2 separate regions of the Ovis aries genome follow, and region 2 is linked to region 1. A link is a contact called in public Hi-C data. All regions are on one chromosome and are shown on one strand. Each heading gives the region's core, a stretch centred on a gene start, on an enhancer-like site or on the middle of the called end of the contact. The rest is flanking DNA. Distances are from core to core; before and after follow the strand shown. Region 1 overlaps MBNL2 (muscleblind like splicing regulator 2). Region 2 holds the start of RAP2A (RAP2A, member of RAS oncogene family).

Evidence for each region. A called contact is a pair of places that touch in the nucleus more often than the background predicts.
Region 2: a contact with region 1 is called in a Hi-C map of hypothalamus, with 2.4 times the contacts expected there. The contact joins the promoter of RAP2A here to the enhancer-like site in region 1. A contact is called at or near these places in 2 of 16 Hi-C or Micro-C datasets (hypothalamus and tail adipose tissue).

Annotation. Positions count from the first base shown.
Region 1 is chr10:73,877,954-73,883,783 of ARS-UI_Ramb_v3.0, forward strand. It overlaps MBNL2 (muscleblind like splicing regulator 2), which reads left to right. Exons shown (of 8, transcript XM_060394207.1): 5 at 1,413-1,676. Among named protein-coding and RNA genes, the nearest start is that of RAP2A, 96 kb to the right of the region's middle. Within about 2 kb of position 1,743, at least 33 of the 54 cell types and tissues checked have an H3K27ac peak or open chromatin away from gene starts, as enhancers often do. A contact at or near this core is called in hypothalamus, where this site is marked.
Region 2 is chr10:73,972,385-73,978,787 of ARS-UI_Ramb_v3.0, forward strand. RAP2A (RAP2A, member of RAS oncogene family) reads left to right here and starts at 4,560. Exons shown (of 2, transcript XM_027973728.3): 1 at 4,560-5,162. The coding sequence starts at 4,849.

The DNA of each region.
Region 1 (5,830 bases), core at 493-2,992:
GCCCCTAGGTAAATGCTCAACACCCAACGCCGTCTCAACCTCGAGTCATTCCACTTATAAGGGGAGGCTTACTCACAATCTGTGGGTACAGCTTAGTAATTTTTCTTTTGTACGTTTTATGAGCTAACGATGGAATGTTGGACAATATACAAAGTAGAAGGAAGCAATTAATAATTTTGTGATGTATCTGCTTGGCCTTCAAACTTGCCTGGCCACTGATCAGCGAAACTGTATTTCCCAAGTACCTAAGACTGTCACAAGGTTCCCAGTGTCATGCCAGTGACCCTTCCTATAAGTCACTAGTGATCAAGATGTGAACCGCCACTTAAGCACATCAACACTGGATGTAGAGCCTAAGAAAAGAAATTACCATTTCACTAATAATTTTTCTCTGATACAGATATTTATAACTGTTATATGCTTCTTATTTGTGTTATTTCATATTATTGATATTTAGGGCAAGATTAAGAATACTCTTTAAATTCCAAGGAAAATTTTCTTTATACAGTTAACTCTTGATCCATGGGAATTCTCAGAGGATGGAGCATTTTAGTTACTAGAGATTTCAGGATAATTAAGGACTGAAGAATAAGAAAAAGAAACAATACATCAACACTCCAAAATCTATCCTACTTCCTTCCCCCAGGCCCCTGCTTTATCTCTTCCCATATTTCTCTCCTTTTTATCTTTTCTTTATTGTAAAAAATAATATTGTGATTTAAATGAAAGTTTTGGTGTCTTGGGTATCATAGTTGTTCTAATCTATGATTAGAAGCCCACTTTATCTTGTAGAGCAGGAGAGATTTAGGGGAAAACGGGAGTATTCACACTCACCCTGCCCCCCACTTCCTGTCCTCAGGGAGAAGAAACAAGTTGGTCACTTCTGCTTAATTCTTTTTGGAATTGTGCCGCTATGATATTGTAGCTGGATCCTTGGTGAAATAATCCCTCCATGCAAAAAACCCCACGACTTCCCAGAGTTGTCATGGTAGAAGGAGACGTAGTTATATACAGAAGACCAGATTTTATACATATATATGTGTGTGTATATATATAAAATCTCTGAATTAGTATATATATAACATATTTTCTTTCCTTCCTTCCCTTCTCTATAAAAGTCAACAAATAAATATAAATAAATAAAACCCAAGAACAATGGGGGCCTTGTTGATTTTTGTTATCTTAGCTAAAGTGTAGATTTTTACTTCCTAGCTCAATACAGATTCTCACCCCAGCAAACAGGGCGAAGCAAAACTGAAGTGATCATAGTTTGCCCGGGATTCCAGTGACTTGGGTTGATTGTAAACGGCAAAAAAGCCAGCATGCAAAGAAAGGGAAAGCATCTTCTTCTTCTTTTTTTTTTTTTTTTACTGCATCGTATGCTCTTCTCCCCCCCCCGCCCCGTGTCCTAGGTCTGCAGGGAGTTCCAGCGAGGAAACTGTGCCCGGGGAGAGACCGACTGCCGCTTTGCACACCCCGCCGACAGCACCATGGTCGACACAAACGACAACACCGTAACCGTTTGTATGGATTACATAAAGGGGCGTTGCATGAGGGAGAAATGCAAATATTTTCACCCTCCTGCACACTTGCAGGCCAAAATCAAAGCTGCGCAGCACCAAGCCAACCAGGCCGCGGTGGCCGCCCAGGCAGCCGCGGCCGCGGCCACAGTCATGGTAAGTGGGGCGCGCGCGCCGCGCACCTTCCCCGAAGCCCGCGCGCCCGGAGCCGCGCCTTCCGCGCGGGCACGCGCACGCGCGCCTCGCCGCCGGGAGTGGGGCCGGCTGGCGCTCCCGCTGCTCCGCTGCCTCCGTCCTGTCGTGGTTCCCCCGCCCCGCCCGTTTCGTTTTCGTTTTGTTCCGTTCCTCCCTCCTTCCCTTCGCAGCACAATAAGTAAATCCCTCAGGCGGGCGCAGGGAAGCCAGGGGCGGGTGCGAGGGCCCCTCCCCAAGCCCAGAGCGCCTCTCGGAGCGCGGACGCGGGCGGGACCGGGCTGGAAGGACCAGGGAGGCGGCCTGGAGCCGGGGAGAGAGGAGAACCGGGCGGAGGATGCACCCGGGCCGGGAGCCACTGCCCCCATTTTTTTGCTCCCCACTTCTTGTTACTTATTACAAAGGCCATGCTGCAAACTCCCTCTCTCCCTGAAAGAAAATTTATGCAGAACATAAAGTCATGAAACAGATGAAGATGGAGCTGTATGGATGGTGTTTTGAAAAATAAGAATAATAATAAAAGGCCTGGAAGGTAGCCCCAAGTCCCCTGCGTTAAAGACACAGGCCTCCCCAGCACCCTCGGGAGCCTGTTACAGCTCGACTCAGCCCCACTTCTCCCCCCCCCCCCCCCCCGCCCAGACCTTTGGGATCAGGATTTAAATTTCCCAACATCCCCAGGTGGATTGTATACACAGTAACGTTTGAGAAGCACCTGCCTAGAACACGTTGTTGTTGTTTGGTCGCTAAATCAAGTCCGACTCTTTGCAACCCCGTGGACTGCACTAGCCAGGCTTCTGTAGTCTGGGATTACCTGAGGGCACGTGAAAGTTTCTAAGGGCAGTCACTTCCCCCAAGTTTCTTATTTAATTGGTTTGGGTGTGGCCTGGGCATGCGCCTTTTCTTTTCCAGCTCCTCGTGAGTCCGTTGTGTTACAAAAATTGAGCACCACCCGCACTGGATTGTAATTAATCTGTTGTGGTGTGAGATCTCTGGCTTGACGTCAGTGTGTTTTAATGTGTGATAGACACTGGATAATCCATGAGACCTGGCGCTCATCGGGCACTTGCTGGATGGAATAAATAAATTAGGCAGTTTTCCTCGTCCTCGGGAGCTTGGAGTTTAGTAAGTGACAGGGATAACGGTCCTCCATGACGTGATGGAAATGCATCACGGGGTCTAGCTATGGAACTACGAAAAAAATCAGTCCTTATTCCTTAGATACCTGTTAAATACAACAAACCACTGGTACTAATAGTAACCTTTGGCGCTGAGCCCTGAATTTATCTGAGTTATCTGAGCCTTGATTTATCTGCCTGTTACCTAGAAGTGGATTTCCCTGGTGGCTCAGGGGGTAAAGAATCTGCCTGCAAAGCAGGAGATCTGGGTTTGATCCCTGGGTGGGGAAGATCCCCTGGAGAAGGGAATGGTAAGCCACCCCAATATTCTTGCCTGGAGAATTCCATAGACACAGGAGCCTGGCTGACTACAGTCTGTGGGGTTGCAAAGAGTCAGATACAAGAGAGCGACTAACCCAAGACACACTACTTAGAAGTAGCAGTCCTAACATCTACATAATCAATAAGTTCTTGAATCATTGAAGGAGCAGTGTACCTAGAATAAGTCAATGGTAGATGACCTGGGTTGATGGAGATAAGAGAAGAAATGGCCATTACATGTATACACACAGCCCGATTTCTTTAAATTGTGAGTCTACGTGCCCTTCTTCGGTGCAGTTGCAAATCCTTCTCATCAAAATGCACAAAGGTTGTTAGAGTGGATGTCAGCGTGTTTAGTTGCCATAGTTTCCTCCATTGTTACACTGTGCTGGATTTGGAGTTCTGATATTTCAGGTGGTCTTGCAGCATCCTCAAAGACAACCCAAAGGAATGTAGTTTCAGAACAAAAGCATCAGGTTCTTTCTGACGATGACATGAAAGTTACTGAATCTACAGTGTCTTTTGAAAGTGAGAGGCTCATTTGAAACCAGTTGCAGTTCGATGAAGTCAAAGTCTTCTTACTCTAGTAACAAGATTACTCAGCACCATGAAGGAAAAACGATTGTTTTATTTCTTTAAGAGAATGAATGGGTGTGATGATTGCAGCCAGAAGATGTTAGTATCCCATTCACCTGGGTTTCATGCCTGAGCTCCAAGAATTACTGTAGTGTAGTTTTTATTGTTATCCAGGAATTTCTGCTTCTTTTGATTAATTGGACCCTGAAAATGAATTCAAACTTTGAGTCCAGAGAAAGAGGCATCTCTTTCCTTTACAGCCTTATACTTGTACAATAGCTCTTAAAACATGGGCATCATCCCCACCAGAATTTTTCAAATGTGAAAATAAATCAGAGCTTCTCTCTGGTAATTTTAACACAAAGGGTATCTGGTCTTCAAGACAACAGTCTTTCTTCACACACACGCACCAAAATTGGGCTGCACCAGAAGATACTTATTTTGTAAAAAGAAACAAGAGCAGCTGCCATCAGCTAGTCATGAAAACATGTTCAGGAACTTTGAATTCCATCCTACTTGTCCATATCCCTTTCTTCTGCATTGAAGTGGCAGCTCTGGTTACTGTCGTCCACGATTCTTGACTCCTCAGGTTTGGTCTTTACCTCTAAGGCCGGGCAGTTGGTTCACTTGCCTTGAAGTTGGCTTGCTCCTTGATCCAGAAAATGAAACGCCTGGCTACATGCACACACACTATAGAGAAGGCTCGGGGAGGGGACAGAGGATCAGAAATGTTGGTGAGGCCAGCTGGAATGGATGCTCAGTATCTGGCACATAGTAGGAGCTCAATTAAAGAGAATCTGGTTCTCTGCGTAGGTGCCTAAGGAAGCTCCCAAAGTTCACTGGCCTTGGGGATCTCTGAGGTCTGCTCTAATCCTGAAGGTCTTTCAATATAGGTAAACATATGGCTGCAGTCACATAATATCCTCTAAAACAGAACATCTGGGTACTACAAAGGCACATTATAACGTGATTATTCACCCATACAGTTTTTAAAATACATTCCACACGTGTTCCTCAAAGCGTGAGACATGCAAGATATTTATATGTCCACTCCAGGAGCTGTGTGTTTCCTTGAAAAGACAAGATATTTGCATCTAGTAAAGAAACCCAAGTGAGTGGTAGAAAGAGAGATGCTGTCAGTGTCTAGCTCACTTTAGAGCTCTCAGCTTCTTTAAATTCCTAGTTTATTATAATTTCTGTGGAAATTACATTCATCAAATGAGGTTTGGAAAAAAGAGAACATAAACCTTTCAGGTGCTTATCTTAGGGAGAAATACTTAATATCTCTTTTTCTACTCGGAGACTTCGCTAAATGATCTTTTGTTGAAAATTTTGTTCATAAGCACCAGGCTTTAGAGACATAATCACTCTCCTAGTTAGCATATCAGAAAAGATCAACCCAAGAGTAGGTGTGTTCTTTATCTCCCAAGGACTGAAAAAGGGAAGGGAAGAATGGAATCCCAGAAAGTCCAGGCCAAAATGATTTTGAGTTTAACCATCCAGTTAATAAGCTTCCCTGTGGCTCAGACAGTAAAGAATCTGCCTGCAATGTGGGAGACCCAGGTTTGATCCCTGAATTGGGAAGACCCCCTGGAGAAGGGAATGGTCAACCCACTCCAATATTCTTATCCAGAGAACCCCATGGACAGAGGAGCCTGGTGGGCTAGTCTGTGGGGTCGAAGAGCCCAACACGACTGAGTGGCTGACGTGTTCACTTTGTTTAATCCAGTTAATGTTGTTAGTGCACTCTATGAGAACAGGCTATGTAGCCTTATGTAGTTAGTATAGGCTAATGTAAGCAAAAACAATTTTTTTTATTATCTAGCAATGTAAAAATATGTTGGAATGAAAGATCTTAAATAAAAGTGATGTCATGAAAGTTACATCATGGCAAACTGACGCTGGAGTAAAGAATATTCAAAGCTTTCTTGTTCTGAATCTTGTTGGTTTTTTCAGATGTTCACAGTTCTGCCTGTAGAACGATGATTTCCTCTGTGATGGCCTCTATCCAGACTGCCTTCCGAAACATTGGCCATTCTAAACCTTTTCTCTCCCTACAGTCCTTTCCACTTTATTTCTAGTCCCCGCATCCCCGCCCTCAACTCA
Region 2 (6,403 bases), core at 3,310-5,809, 97 kb after region 1:
CCTTCTGGGTTTTTTCCCCCCCTCTGCTTAAAATTGCCTATTGAAAAATTTCTCAACAAAAAGGTTTCTTTCACTGATTTGTTTACATACTTGATTTCTGCATTCTAATTCTTTTCTAAAGTATTGAGACATATCATATTTTCAAAAGAGACACGCATTTATTTTGCCCCTTCCTTTTCACTCTTCATGAATATTTTTGATTCTAACCTGTACTGGAGCCTGGAAGTCCAAGAAAATGTCTTCAGCTCTCTTTATAACTGCCGGGAGCATTTCATAGGTTCTAGATGTATTTGACTTGTCCTTCCCCTTTATGGCTAATCAGAGATACATAGGCTTTTATAGAAAGCAATAGAAATCAGGGTCTTATAGCCAAGAAGCTCTGGTCATTTAAAAATGCCCTCTCACTTGTTTACATTAAATTCATTGCATGCTTGCTTCTTGCTATTGCCAGAAAGTCCCAGAACACAGTGTATTCCCCACTTCATCCCATCTTTTCCAACATCTTTCACAGAAGCAAAGAAAGGAGCTGGGTTTCCATGGTAACACAAGTGTGACAATTGAGGGTATATGGGCATAGGTGAGAGAACTCTCAGATTCAGTGAGGAGAAATGAAGTTTCTCTTTCCCTCTCTCTTTTTTTTTTCTCCCAGCAGTGCACTTCTGAAGCTAAAGAGATCCTAAAGTGTCAGTGTACACTGTTAAGTTTTCACTAGCATACAGATTTACCACTCTCGGGGAAAATTCAATTTCATTTTATCTCATTTTTATTTCGTGTTTTCCACGAACAAACGAATGGAGATATTTTATTTCTAAAATCACTCTCAGAATAGATAGTTCATGCTAGCGTAGCAATCAACACGATTAAGGGATCAGAAGATACACACCCAATTCCCACCCAAATCTTCAAAATTCTCTCCACATTTCAACACCCTTTCTTACAGCAGCTAATTCTTCAACCAGCATTTCACACTGAGCCTCAAATCAGGTCATGACCAAGACAGAATAAGTAAGAAAATATGATCCTACGTGACATGTTTGTCTGAGTGATTAAAAATCTATCTTTATGGCAGCACTGAGAATGAAACTGAGGCCTGTCAGAGAAATATAAATGAGGCATAACTACTCCAAGAGCCACAGTCTCTACCCTTCTCATCAAGAAAGTCCACATTGACGAAAGAGCAGGGAAAATAACCTGAGAAATGTCCCCTAAAACTTCTCCTCTCTCTATAAGGCTAAGAGGAGTAAATGGGCACTCCATTCATTATTTTTCTGTATGTGACAAATTCTAACAGATGCATTCCAGGTCATAGCTTCTCAACATCTGGGGACCTAAGAAATGAAAACAGTTGTTTAAGGGTACATTCTGGACCCACAATCCCAATGCGAACTTATTTATGTGCTTATTTATTCATTTATTTTCACTGCACCAGGTCTTACTTGCAGTAGGAAGGATCTTTATTTTAACATGCAGGATCTTTAAGCTGTGGCATGTGAACTCTTAGCTGAGGTATGTGAACTCTTAGTGGCAGCATGGGAAATCTAGTTCCCTGACCAGGGATTAATGGAGAAGGAAATGGCAACTTACTCCTGTATTCTTGCCTGGAGATCCCCATGCCAGAGAAGCTTGGCAGGCCATCGTCCATGGGGTCTCAGAGAGTCGGACATGACTGAAATACACACCACCAGGGATTAAAGCCAGACCCCTTGCATTGTGAGTGCAAAGTCTTAGCCACAGGACCACCAAACAAGTCCCTCAATGAAAATTTCTCAAAAAAAGAAAAAAACACGTTGCTGGACTTTTATTCCTTGCAAAGTGAATGGTTTTCCAGTTCCGTTGTAATAGAAGGTACTACACAGGAAGTAAAGAACTATACAAGGAGAGAAAATGTGATGTTTCTTGGCTCTATTTAAACCGCAACATGTCTAGGAACTTATTAACACAATACTCAAGCTGGATATTAAAAGAGATAGTATGTCTATTCTGTGAAAGAAGTATAGCTCTTACAAAGAAACCACAAAAAGCATGTAAGTTTTGCACAATATATGAAAAGTCTAAAAAGCTAATTGACCATTGTATGCACCTACAAAATCATCTTGAAACATGCCTGCCAAAAAAGCTTAGATGTGAAGCTTTATCTCAAACCCATGTGAGCTCTTAATTTTAATTCACCTAGTCACATTACTAGTTTAAGATGGGATAACAGACCCTCTTTGGCTTCAACTCTCTTGAAACTTTCCTCTTGATTCTTAGTTCTTTTGCAATCTGCCTTCGCTGTTGATTCTGGTGGCTCAAATGTAACTCTCATATTTTGATATGTAATCAAGAAATAACGACTCATTTATATATTACTACATATTTTGACAGGGCACTTTCCTGCAATTATTTTAAGCACAAACTTGAGGTGTTATACTATACCAAGGTAATGCAAAGGTCAGCTATCCATTTTAAGGTAAGAGAGTGATACAGCTGTTAGGACACTGCTAAATTTGAGTACATCTTTATAGTAGTTCGATAACTGACCAAAAAAAAGACGATAAAAGAACATGTTTAATTGATTAACACAGACCAAAACCCTCTCTACAAGATGACATCGTGGGGACCAAAAAGGGTGAAGAGGCATACCATGATCAAACCTTGCAGTGGTTGCTGTTTAGCCACTAAGGTGTGTCTGACTCTTTTTGCAATCCCCTGGACTATAGCTCACCAGGTTCCTTTGTCCGTGGGATTTTTCAAGCAAGAATACTGGAGTGGGTTGCCATTTCCTTCTCTAGGGGATCTTACCAACCCAGGGATTGAATTCAGTCTCCTGTGCGAGTCGTGTCGCCTGTATTGCTAGGGGATTCTTTACCACTGGAAGCCCCAGATGAAACCCTAGAAGTATAGAAATTTGTAATTCCCAAGAAACGTATACTAGTAATGGATGGGTGTAGACCGGTTACAGAAGGACATAGTTTAAGAACGGTAAACCCAATAACCAGTTATTGCAAAATACAATCCAGGAATACTTAGGGACCTAAGTTCTCCTAAATTTGACTTTATGGATGGGAGAGAATGTGTAATTAGGAGAACAGTAAGTGGCAAAAGTGAGTTGCTAAAAATATTTTAGGAGGCACACCTGGAGAACCCATGCAGCTACTGCAGTACGTCTCCCTAACGACTAGAAAATTTCTCACCCTATAAACAAGATACTGTTCTCTCGATTCATCCCACGATTTAGCCCGCATCCCTCAGCACTATTTCTGTGTGCCTCATTTAGGCAGAATGCCACGGAGACGACATTAAAGCGAAATTCATCACTCTCGCTTGCAATTCAACTCGTTCCTTCGCCAGAATAGGGTGCTGCGACCGCCACCTCAATCAATGACCCCGCCCAAGCCCCACCAGCTCGCCCCTCTCTCCATACTACCAGTCTGTGTAGGCAGGAGAATCGCGATTTCTGATTGGCTCAGAGCAAGTCTCCGTCATGCGTGAGCTCACCTACCATTGGCTGGCAGAGCACGCTCAGCCAAGCCGTTAGCGATGGGAGGGCGGAGCCTGCAACTGGACTCCCCCCATTGGCTGGTGGATGGCATCACGTGGTAAAAGGTGGCTCTCCATTGGCCGAGAGTGGCACCACGGGGTCCACAGAGGTGGGCTGGTTGGCTGAGATGGACCCCTAGCTCCCGACTAGGTTGTCCCGGGTGGCTGTTGCTAAGAGGTGTCCCTGGGCTTTGGGGCTGTGGCCGAGGTCTCCGCTCTCCCGATTTTCCAAGCGCCTGTGGTGACAGGGCGTGGGAAGAGCTGGACTTTCTCTCAGGCCAAGAAAAGGGCGGGGCTGGGGGAGGTGGGCGGGACCCCCAGCGACGTCACCGGGCGTGGGCCCCGGCTACCGCGGCCTCACTGCCTTGGGCAGTAAGTTCCCTGGGGCCTCTCGCGTCTCCCTGAGTGTCCTGAGGCGTAAAATAAAAGCTTCCTTTCGTGGTGTGCCTGCTTCTCCCTAAAACAAACAGCTTTCTCGTTATCTTTATAAAAACAAATCCCTCAGGAATGCTGACGGACCGGGTGGTGTCCAGCCAGGCCCTCGTGCCAGGGTCGCCGTTTGGGCCCTGCCGGTGTCTCTCTTCTCACTCCCCTCCTCAGGTTAAATCTCGGAGACTGCTCTGGCCCCTCCAACAGCCTGTCTCCGCCAAAGTCTTGAACTTGGCGTGTTCAGGTAGAAACAGCTCCCGTCGCCGGGTGGAGAACTGCGCATGTTCAATATGCCCCCTACCCACTGGGTTTGACGGACTGGGGTGTTGTCGGGTGGCCCAGGTGGTTGTTTATCTAAGCCGCCAGCCGAGGATTCCGCGCGGCGCAGAGCCTCCCGGGAGCGCGCGCGCGCCCGGTCGCCTAGGCGACGGGGGCGCAGGGGCGGGGCTGCGCCTCAGGGCCCCGCCCCCCGGGCCTCCAGGCCCCGCCCCCCGGCAGCGCTGCGGCTCGGACTCGGGAGCGCGCTCCGCCGCCGGGAAGAGCAGCAGCCGCGGCGGCGGCGGGAGGGGAGCTGGGCGTGGAGGCGCGAGGGGCGGGGCGGCCGGGCGGGCGGCACTGCGGGCCCGCGGTTCAGGCGGCTCGGGCGGCTCCTTAGCTCCCGCTCCCCGCTCGCCTTCAGTGCCTGCCGGCGCCCGCGGGGCCGCTTTGCAACCTGGCTCGGCCCCTATGCCCAGGGCTGCGCTTACCTCCGCCGGCGCCCGGGGGACCGCGGCGGCCGTGAGGTGGGGGCGGCAGCGGGAGTCGGCGGGGTCGGCCGCCGGCGCAGGGTCCGGGCGCGCAGCTAGGCGGGCGTAGGTCTATGTCGCGGGCGGCGGCGGCGGCGGCGGCCGCGGAGGGACGATGCGCGAGTACAAAGTGGTGGTGCTGGGCTCGGGCGGGGTCGGCAAATCCGCCCTGACCGTGCAGTTCGTGACCGGCACCTTCATCGAGAAATACGACCCCACCATCGAGGACTTCTACCGCAAGGAGATCGAGGTGGACTCGTCGCCGTCGGTGCTGGAGATCCTGGACACGGCGGGCACCGAGCAGTTCGCGTCCATGCGGGACCTGTACATCAAGAACGGCCAGGGCTTCATCCTCGTCTACAGCCTCGTCAACCAGCAGAGCTTCCAGGACATCAAGCCCATGCGGGACCAGATCATCCGAGTAAAGCGGTGAGAGGGCCGGGGGCGCGGGCAGGGGGCTTCGCCGGTGGGGGCCCCGCGAGCCCTCCTGTTCGGGGATCAGAACTCCCTCCCGCGTGCTCTGGCGTGGCCGTGGGCTGGAGGAGCTGTCTAGCGAGACGGCTCTAGGATCATAACGCTTTATCATAATTTTTTTTTTTTACCAGCATCATCCTCATCCTCTTGAATCTCAAATTTGAGTGCTTTGTTTCACAACTCAAATTTGGCATCCCACAAGCACAGCTCTTTGTCTCTTGGTTGTTACTAGTAGCGCTTGTGCAGAACCCCCAAAGCAAAGAAAGTTTAAAACTCGCAGAGGGGAGAGGGGCGGGTTGGTTTCTGCTGGGAAGAGGGCAGCTGTGCAAGTATAGTGGAGACATTTTCAGATTCAACAACAATAAAAAGACCTTTGCAGTTAGATGACAGCAAAAATTGCTCACACATACGTGGTAAACATGTCAAGTCCGAACGAAAAAGACCTTTCTCATTTCATAGAAGACTGAATGGTGCCAGGGCGTTTGAACAAAAATGAACTCTGCAATTAAGATGAAACTTGAAAGACAGATTATCATATTATTTGAAGACTTGGCTCAGTGGAATCGATAGAGTATATTCTAGTATATAGAAGCACAAATATACCACTCCGGTTAAAGAATGTGACAACTTTTTTCTTCTTTTTTTAGTCTAGCTGCCTTATTCCTCTCAAAAACAAAAAAGAAAGAAAGAAAAGGGGGGAGGGGGAGACATTCCTGAAAATAAAGCAAGTTTCTTCAAAGGTGTGACTCAAATATTAGCTAATGTAAAGTTAATGGAAATAAATAAGCACTTTCCTGATAGGAACTCTTTTACTCTAAACTGTGCATTTTGAAAATATGGCTGGTAGCTTAAATGGCTTATAATATTTGTATTCTCTTAAATTGATTATATTTTTTCCTATAATTTCAAGAATCAGAAATGCAATGTCTCAGTTCCGAGTTTTGGCAAATTTTCCTAATTACTGGTTAAGTGCACATTACTGGTTTGTCTGATTCTTATTATTAATAATTGCTAATAATTTTGATCTAGTGTAATTTTGTTTTTCTTACCCAATTCTACCTATAACCCTAAATTAATAGACATTGGCTGAAAGCTAGCTGTAAGTGTACTGTAGACGTAATCTCATTTTTAGCCAAGTTGAATCAACTCATTTTGAAAGAGCAAATACCAAGTCATGTGCCCTCAGGGGTTGTTCA